3 separate regions of the Mus musculus genome follow, and all the other regions are linked to region 2. Evidence: chromatin contacts called from public ChIA-PET and HiChIP or PLAC-seq data. All regions are on one chromosome and are shown on one strand. Each heading gives the region's core, a stretch centred on a gene start, on an enhancer-like site or on the middle of the called end of the contact. The rest is flanking DNA. Distances are from core to core; before and after follow the strand shown.

What was found. ChIA-PET counts read pairs in DNA pulled down with a chosen protein or histone mark. HiChIP or PLAC-seq counts read pairs in DNA pulled down with a chosen protein or histone mark.
Region 1: a contact with region 2 is called in an H3K27ac HiChIP or PLAC-seq map of regulatory T cell precursor, with 8 times the contacts expected there. The contact joins two enhancer-like sites. A contact is called at or near these places in 1 of 484 Hi-C or Micro-C datasets (bone marrow-derived macrophages) and 6 of 115 datasets of contacts at active chromatin or transcription factors (CD8 T cells, SST interneurons, effector CD8 T cells and 3 more).
Region 3: a contact with region 2 is called in an RNA polymerase II ChIA-PET map of effector CD8 T cells, with 12 read pairs. The contact joins two enhancer-like sites. A contact is called at or near these places in 1 of 39 promoter capture datasets (neural stem cells), 1 of 484 Hi-C or Micro-C datasets (bone marrow-derived macrophages), 6 of 115 datasets of contacts at active chromatin or transcription factors (CD8 T cells, acute myeloid leukemia, effector CD8 T cells and 3 more) and 1 of 9 other capture datasets (embryonic stem cells).

Annotation. Positions count from the first base shown.
Region 1 is chr2:128,469,217-128,471,916 of GRCm38.p6, forward strand. No RefSeq gene overlaps it. Among named protein-coding and RNA genes, the nearest start is that of Gm36154, 4.1 kb to the left of the region's middle. Within about 2 kb of position 1,340, at least 85 of the 459 cell types and tissues checked have an H3K27ac peak or open chromatin away from gene starts, as enhancers often do. A contact at or near this core is called in CD8 T cells, effector CD8 T cells, regulatory T cells and 1 more, where this site is marked.
Region 2 is chr2:127,920,660-127,923,627 of GRCm38.p6, forward strand. All of the region lies in intron 9 of Acoxl (acyl-Coenzyme A oxidase-like), which reads left to right. Among named protein-coding and RNA genes, the nearest start is that of Acoxl, 68 kb to the left of the region's middle. Within about 2 kb of position 1,537, at least 50 of the 459 cell types and tissues checked have an H3K27ac peak or open chromatin away from gene starts, as enhancers often do. A contact at or near this core is called in CD8 T cells, effector CD8 T cells, memory CD8 T cells and 2 more, where this site is marked.
Region 3 is chr2:128,498,732-128,501,677 of GRCm38.p6, forward strand. All of the region lies in intron 2 of Gm39928 (a long non-coding RNA gene), which reads right to left. Among named protein-coding and RNA genes, the nearest start is that of Gm39927, 22 kb to the right of the region's middle. Within about 2 kb of position 1,335, at least 33 of the 459 cell types and tissues checked have an H3K27ac peak or open chromatin away from gene starts, as enhancers often do. A contact at or near this core is called in CD8 T cells, effector CD8 T cells, memory CD8 T cells and 1 more, where this site is marked.

The sequences.
Region 1 (2,700 bases), core at 90-2,589, 550 kb after region 2:
CTGCTTCCTAGTGGGTGATGCCGCCTTGTGGGTGGTTTATGGAACTCTTAGGGGATGTGACAGAGTTGAAGAAATTGGGGTATATTTAGGTTAAGCATATACATGTGTACGTGTGTGTTGGGCTTTATGCTAAGATCTTAGTGTGTTTTAGCTCACTGAAACCTGCTCAGTAGACAGCTTCAGAGAAAGCTCATCCCTCATACTTTGGAGAAGATAAGTCTCAATATTTTTCTCATTTTTCAGGTGAGGAAATTGAAGCACAGAATTATGAAGCCAGGCGAAAGATATATGTGTGCATTTATAATACATGTTTAATATATATTTACAACACATATGTGTTTATAATAATATACATATGTATATATATATATACATATATTGTATTAAGGGAGGTACTAAGTCAGCTTGTGTGAAGATAGCAATAACAGCAGAATCATCCCTGAGGGGCTAGGACAGCAGTCATTCGGTTTTGAGGCTGATTGTCCATTAGTCCCACAGTAGCTGTCTCCCACTGGAGAAGCCAGCACCCAGGAATTGCTCCATCCACAAGGTTGTGTGTCTCAGCAGTGCCAACCTGGCCCTGAAAACCTGGCAGATTCCTGGACCACAGTCATCAGTGGAAGTCTAGGAGCACTGGTTCTACTGTGAGGAAAGGAATCAGCAGCCTCAGGGTAAATCATCGCTGAAGCAAGAGGGGAGGCCAAGTGAATAAGGGCAGTAAGTGGGAGAGGGTCTTCCCCAAGCCACTCACACAATCAGGGCACATCTTCAGTTCAGACAGTTCCGGGGATTCTAATTTATGGAGAGTTGACACTAAAACCAACTGTAATGGGGGGGGGGGGGCGGGGGGCAGGGTATCCTCCTCCATCATACAAAATCCCTTGCTACTGCTGTGTCATAGAGGCATCAGGACTCCATGGGACCTGCATATGGAAGGGCTTGGGAGACCTCAGAGTGGTACACGCCACAGTTGCTGTCCCTGCCACAATTTTCTCTCGCGAACTGTGCCCTCAAACTGTAAGCCAAAACAAAGCCTCTTTCCTTCAGTTACTACTGATAGGTGTTCTGTTAATAATGAGAAACTGGTATGTCTGTATCCCTAGAGGATTACATGTAACTTTTGACAATGGCTGTGGCTTAAACTGACTTTACAAACAGTCTGGAAGCCGTAGACCAGATTGGTGAGATGCTAGTGACAGTTTCAGGCCCTCTGTACCTGCATGTCTGCTGAAGAGGGAGAGGATGTGGCTTTCACCCAGGAGATGCCACACCCAGTACTGAAGTCACATGGTACTGAGTGGCTCAGAGTTCCAGGGCTCCCAACAGGAAGTCGGCCTGAGAGAGTCTGGGAAAACATGTGTGCTGTGATCCCATGTGTACTCCAAGGGAAGGGCGCTGGCTGAGCAGAAGCCCATGGGAATTTCAGAGACGTTCCAACAGCAGGCCACAGAAGAATCAGAGTGTGGGAATGTGCTGAAAGGGGCACAGCCAAGGGCGTGGCAGGGGTGGGGAGGGGAGGGGAGGAGGAATAGAACCTACTGAAAAGGCTCAGAAAGACAAAGCCGCAGGAACTAAAAAGACTCCCCACAACCCTCCAAAGCCGACCTTAGATCCCCAGACTTCAACAAAGGCCTTACTTGTAATTCATAAAAGACAAAAATACCAGTTTGGGCAGGAAGGTGTGGAAAGAGAGAGATGAAGAAAGGTGGCCAGCCTTGCACTCTCACTTCCCATCCTCATGAATTTGAACCTTCTTTAACACACACACACACACACACACACACACACACACACACACCTTTGTGGATCAGGAGCTCTGAGTACTTGAGCATGTGGCCCAGGGTCCCCCAAACTTCTTGTCTTTTGGGTGGATATTTTTTCTTTCTCCTGGCAAGCCCAGCCCATAAGCTCTGAGATCTCGGGCAATAACAGTGAGAAGAAGACTGACTGCAGACTTACAGGGGCTGGAAAGAAGCAGGGTGGACAGGCCAGTGGCTCACCTGCTCACGGGCTCCTGGGAGACCCTGACATGGTAGGAGGGAAGCTGTCCCTTCTGAGAATCTGCAAGTCTCAGACTTTCACAAGCAGCAGAGATGTCAGTAGAGCTGGGACAAGCCAATGCATAGCCCTGAGATGCAGGTGGGTTGCCAAGCAAAACACAGGCTGCTGAGTTACATTTGAATTTCAGAAAGTCCATGGTGCTGAATGAGGACAAAAACTGCATAGTTAATAACCAAAAACATTAATGTGAGGCTAGTTAGCACTGTAATCCGCGAAAGCAGACTTAAGAAATCTTTCCACACATTTGTCCGCACTGTTCCCTGACCCTTAGAGAGGGAGGGTTGCTGTACAAGTCCCATTTGTGGCTAAGTACTCACAGTAGCCTGGTCTCAGCATTTGGAATAGCTGGGAGTCTCTACATTAACCACCATCTAGAAGAACAATACTAATAGATTCTCCCCTTGGGCTAGTGACATCTCTAGCCTTGGGTTTTGACAGTGTTTAAGCTACCAGGTATAACTTTTGTGAAGCAGGCCTCAAAGCCAATGAAGAGAACATCTGTTACCTTCATAAACAGTCTTGCCGCTATTGTACCGGTAAACATGTATCGCCTGATAGGTCAATATTATAACAATCAGGGTCCAGTAAATAAGAACATTGATTGCCCTACTCCCCAACAGCCTACACAACACTTTCCAG
Region 2 (2,968 bases), core at 287-2,786:
CAAGTTGATCAAGAGTCAACATAACTCAAATTAAAATCCTAATTATCTTTTATGTAGAAATTGACAAGTCAATTACCAAACTCTTTTGTAAAGACAAAAGATCTTGAATTTACAATATTAATCAGACTTTTGACACTGTGGCCAAATGTCTGACAGAAACAATAAAAAGGAAGTATAGATTTATTTTGGCTCATAGTTTCAGTTCATTTTGGCCAAGGGGCATGGTGGAGCCAAGTTCTACAACTTAGAGCAGCTCAGGGTGAGGGAGAATGTCTGTATACACAGGCTCTCTCTCTTCCCCTTTGTTCTCATTTGGGTTTCTTGCCTATGTGATGGCCTCTACATTTGAGGACTGTCTTACCCTAGGTTAATTCCTTCTGAAAATTGCCACAGACTGTCCCAGAAGACATATGCTTTATTGATCTCCTTCTTAACCCAATCTACTGGACAACCAACATTAACCTGTTATACCAGCAATCTTAAAAAACAAACATCGAGAGCTTATTCGAGACTGACTGTAATGCTGCAGTAGTCAGCTCAGTGTGTCTTTCTTTACCACATATCGTCCCTAAATGTAAAACCTAAAGCTATACACCCAGAAAAGAATGAAGAGAAAAATCTTTGTGACCCCGTGCAAGCCATAGCTTTCTTCAGATATAAAAGACATATAGGAAAAGGTAGGGGAAGTAGATTTCATTAATTAAATACGAGTGCTGCTGGAAACGCAGGGCCAAAAGATGAAAAGATGGTCCACAAACTGGGAGAAAAATATTTTTCCAGTGTACATCTGATAAGAGACTTGCATCAAGAGTATATAGAAAACTATATGGCCCCCTTGACAAGAAAATAAAGGAGCCCAGCTTAACCTATGAACAGATATCTGTACAGTGAAGAGATGTTTGACACCATCAATTATTAAGGAGATGAAAATATACAGAGTGCACACTAGAATCACTTAAAAGACTCAATATCCTCCAACCCCACACTAACCAGCCGATGAGATGTGGATACTCCCCTTACAGGGAGAAGGCGACACAGTGAAGCCACTTGGGAAAGGATTTTGATAGCTTCTGGTAATGTTATATCCTTACCAATTTAGTGATTCTACTTCTGGATATTTATACAAGAGAGATGAAACCAGGCTTGGGTGCTGTTGTTTACAGCCTTTCTATGTATAACAGCCTCAAACTGAAAACAGTCCCCAACACCCAGGGAGATGGATGAAGGCGAACACAGCCATGTAACGAAATACTTAGAACCAGAAGGCACTGGCATGAGTGAAAAGATGCAGGCGTAGGGTTCACGTACCATGTGACTCCAGTTGTAAGACCTGAGGAAGTCCAGCTACACCTCAGCGGTGTCCCGGGAAGTCTTGACTAGAAACAGAGCTGAGGAGTTTGGGGGTGGAGGGAGAGGTGTTTTAAATCCTGATGACCACTCTTTGTCTTAAAGGCGTTTTACTGTAATGAGATTGTGGTTAGCAGACTGACGTGAGTTAGAGAGAGCTGTGGTAGGGAAGCCTTTGCAACAAGGTTTGCTGGGGCTCTTTCTAGAAGGTGGCGTTTCCGGGTCTGTCTTCCAAGGCTGCCGTGTGTGGGCCCAGGGGGTCCTTCATTTGGAGCTGTGGTGTGTTTTCCGTGCCGGGGTAAGACCTGGAGTTCATGTTTTGGCTCATTTTTACCGCTTTCAAGTGGTCAAATGGGTGTGCAGTTGCACTTAGCGCAGCCCTCTCGACTTTCTGTGACTTGCCACATAAACACAGGTGCAGCCAGGTCTTTTGTCAGCTGTGGACATTCCAGATGGAACAGAGCTTGAGCGGGGGGCCTCCTCACGGGGGCAGTTCAGCTTGAGGTAATTGGATTTGACCTTATCCCTCACCCATAAGACTGCTGCCAGGCAAGAGTCTTGGGGTCTCCTGAGCCCTCGGGAGCGCTGGGCCAGTGTGCTGGGCTTGGCGTAACTTTCCTTCGGTGCAGGTGCCTGAGGTCACATTCCAGGAGGCTCAGCTCATCCTATCCGTCTGGAAAACTCACCCGTGGCTGACCTCTCCCTGGAGACCGAGGAATGGGGTGCAGCTGTTTGCAACTCTCACCAGTGAGAAAGCAGCTCCGTGTTCTGCTCCGGTGAAAGTGGCAGGTGTTATTCCGGTTTCCACTTGGTTGACTGTCATTGAGTGCTGGGCAGAGGGCAGAACATGGGGCACTTGGTGGAGGGCAGAGAAAGGAGCCTGGGTAAAGCCTAACAGCATCCTTGATACTACACTGAGCATGCTCAGTACTTTACCAAGCGGGGCAATATTATGGCAGTTCTTCCAGAGCCAACTCCGGGAAAAACCTGCTGCTGCTTTGTTTTGGCCCAGGATGGAATGACAGAGCCTGCAGTTGATGGAAGAGGCAGTTTAGCAAGACTGTTCATATTCTAGCCAGGCTGTGGGTAGTGGGGACTGGCTAGTCATCTGGTATATCGTGGCCTTACCTGCAAGCCTAGTTCTGTTTCTAGATTTTCTCTTAAAGGGCTTTCTCAGATTCTATTGCAGGGTTAGACTGACATCACAATTTGAAGGCTCTGCCGCAGCAAATTCTACCTCCTAGTCACCCTCATGCCTTTTCTTTTTCTTTTTCCCCGTATGAGTCATACTTTGGTCTCTCATGTTCCTTAAGATCCTGAAACTGAAAATCATCTTCAGATTACATGAAGGTTGGCCTGTGGGGATGCTGGGAACCTCTTAGAAGGGGGAGTACTAAAACCGTCAGCTCTAGACCCAGTGTGAAGGAGCGGTGCTGAGGCTGCTCTTTCTTGTCTTTCCTGAGGTATCTTATCTTAGCCTTTGCTTCCTGTTGAGGTTGATAGCCTCAAATGTCATGCAGAGAAGCTGCTGTAGAAATTTAAACTCCCTGCATTTTCCTACAGTGGTACACCTGCTTATGCCAGCACCTGCCTCTGATATTCAAGCTCATCTCTATCCTTT
Region 3 (2,946 bases), core at 85-2,584, 580 kb after region 2:
CACTCCTCCTGCCTCCACCCACCTCCCTGTGACTCAAATGTGGCAATTGTGTCCTTTCTGAATTCACCGGGTGTGCTCCTTTAATAACTCGCAAGGGGAGATTTCTTGGTAGAAATCAGTTGGTGTGGAAATAGTAGCTACGTTGAGTAACAGATTCAGATGCTTATCTCATTATAATGGGAGTTCTTAAGGCCAGATTAGCTCACAGGAGCCAGTCGGTTGTAAAACTGCTATAACTGGTGGCTGGTATGTAGTATACAGCCCCTTCAGTGATGGCTTTATTGTTTTTGGATCTTTGTCATGTTTGTAAAATTCATTGTGTCCGTGGGTGGAATCTATCACTGTTAGTTGAAAAGCACACAACACTTAACTTAGAACCCAAGTCACAGAACAAGAAGAAGTTCTGAGTTCACTTTTCACCTTCCATGACCCAGATCTGGAGCTGGAGAAGCTAGCAACCTGGAGGCACCAATGGACACTACAGTGGTTAGCTTAACAGTCAAACTTGACACAACCTAGAATCACCTGGGCTGAGAGTTCAACAAAAGGATTGTCTGCACTACTTTTGCCTGTGGGCTTGTTGGCGAAGGGCTGTCTTAGGTTAATTGATGTGGGGAGACCCCGACCACTGTGGGTAGTGCCATTCCCTAGGCAGGGAGTTCTGAACTGTATAAGAATGGATAAATCAAGCTGAGCACTAGAAAGCAATTGAGCAAGCATGCATTTATTTTCTCTCTGCTCTTAGATATGGCAAGACCAGCTGCCTTGAGTTCCTACCTTGATTTCTCTGCAGTGATAGACTGGACTGTTAGTTGGGATTTCAAGTCAAATAAAGTCTCACTTAAGTTACCTTTTTTTGGGGGGGGGCGGGGGTGTCAGGGTATTTTATGACAGCCACAGAAATGAAATTAGAACACAAAGATAGCTCACGAAAGACTGCTTCCCCACAGCCACAGGACCAGGAGAAGACAGCCTAGAAAGACAAAGGAACCGCAGTCACACCACTTCTGCCAAATGCCATCAAGAAGCTGTGGTCTAGTTGCTACCCACACCAGCAAAGGCTCTGAGTGGGGAGCCCAGACTCACGGCTACCAGGCGTCACCCTAACCCTCTGTGAAAAGGAAGCTGAATGGGAAGCGTCTTCCATATTCCAAGCAGCATGAAGCCCCTTTGCCCTTGCAAGGTGCCACTGGAGACCGTGTGGGAAGTGTGGATCACCACGATGGTTCATAGCAAAAAGGCTGAGTGGGAAGTCGAGACCTTCACCAGAGCCCCGTGGCGATAACATCAGTGCCCTCCCCCTCCCCCAGCTTTTCAAGTGAAGAGAAAGAATGAGTCATTTATGCCCCTTTCGCAGGAGGAGCATCAGCAGATAGCAGAGGTGATAGGACGGTGGGATCAGAACTATCTGACAGAGATCCTAAAGCAACTTCTATGAAAGAGTGCTTCTGCGAGCATGTGCAAGCACAAGAGTACCAGAAGTCAATGGGAAACTGTAAGAATTACCAGTGTCATTATCACTGTCTTCCTTTTGATGTGTACCTATTGATGTGATAAAATACCCTAGCTAAAGCTACTTAAAGGAGAGTGGATTAAATCTCATCAAAAACCAACATCCAGGTATTTATTATAATACCACTTTTTTTTTGACATTAGAATCTTGTAAAAGTAATTTCTTAGTTCTGAAACTAAGACCTGAAACACCACATAAACCTTTGAAAGACCACCCTTTTTAATATATTAAAATTTGATTGTTAATTTATTCTTGGCTGTTTTGTAAATAATAAGAGAAGAATTTCATTTATTTAGTTAGTTAGTTTCACCATTTGTATGTGTGTGTGCTGTGCATGCATGTATATGTGCATGCATATATGCAAATATGGGCTATTAAATACATGTTTGTATGCATGTATGTGGAAGCCCAAGGTTAACATCAAATATCTTCTTTGTTATGAAGCTAAGTCTTTCACTGCACCTGGAGCACATTGTTTTTATAAATCTTTCTAGCCATCCTGCTAGGCCTCTGTCTCTAACTTCCAGGTGGCTCAATTATAGAAAGTCTGCCATGCCTGACTAAGTTTTTCATGGGTTCTAGAGATACAAACTCTGGTTCTCACGCTTGCATGGAAAGTACTTTTCCTGATAAGCTGTTCTCAAAGCCCTGAGAAGAATGTTTTTATAGAAGCTGTATTTAACACTGTGTCCTGATTTGACTTGAATATGGGCTGTGGACTAAGTAAGTAAATAAAATTTTGATCAAAAAAATAAAAGGAGAGTGGATTATATTTATTGATTGGAATTATAAAAGTCCATCGTTAATTCATAATTAATTATATAAGAACTATTAATTAATAGTGTATGCATGCTACTTTCCCATCTCAGACTCATTTTTCTCTGTAAAGTCTTTCTCAGGTAGTTCATCCACCTGCCCATCTTAGCAAGCACCTGCCAGGGGTGACACCCACCATCTAGTTCATAAGTACCTAGTACTTAGGTGAAAGTCTCTGTTAGCAGAGGCAGAGCACAGGGAAGGACTGGATACAAGAATCCAGTTTACTATGATGTAGTTTTCTAGCATTGTCTCTTCACTGACTGTCACCCTCTGTAAAATCAAGCTTCCCTGGTCTAGGCTGAGAGCAGTGCTAGTTTATAGAAATAAGCATCCCTACTTAGAGAGCTATTCTATTACATGCCCACTTAGCAATGCATCAACAGTAAATGCTCACCTATGACTTTGGACCTGGCCAGGGATAGGCTTTTGACTAGATTTACAGCACCACCCTACCATGGAGCAGACCTCAGACAGAACCAGGAGTGGTTGGTTACCCCCTGAACAAGCCATGCCACTATTGTACCAGTGGGTACATCTTGCCTGACTGGTCAGTATTATAGCACATAGTGTCTACGGATGTTTAAGACTGTTACTATCTTTTCTCCTCTGGCAGC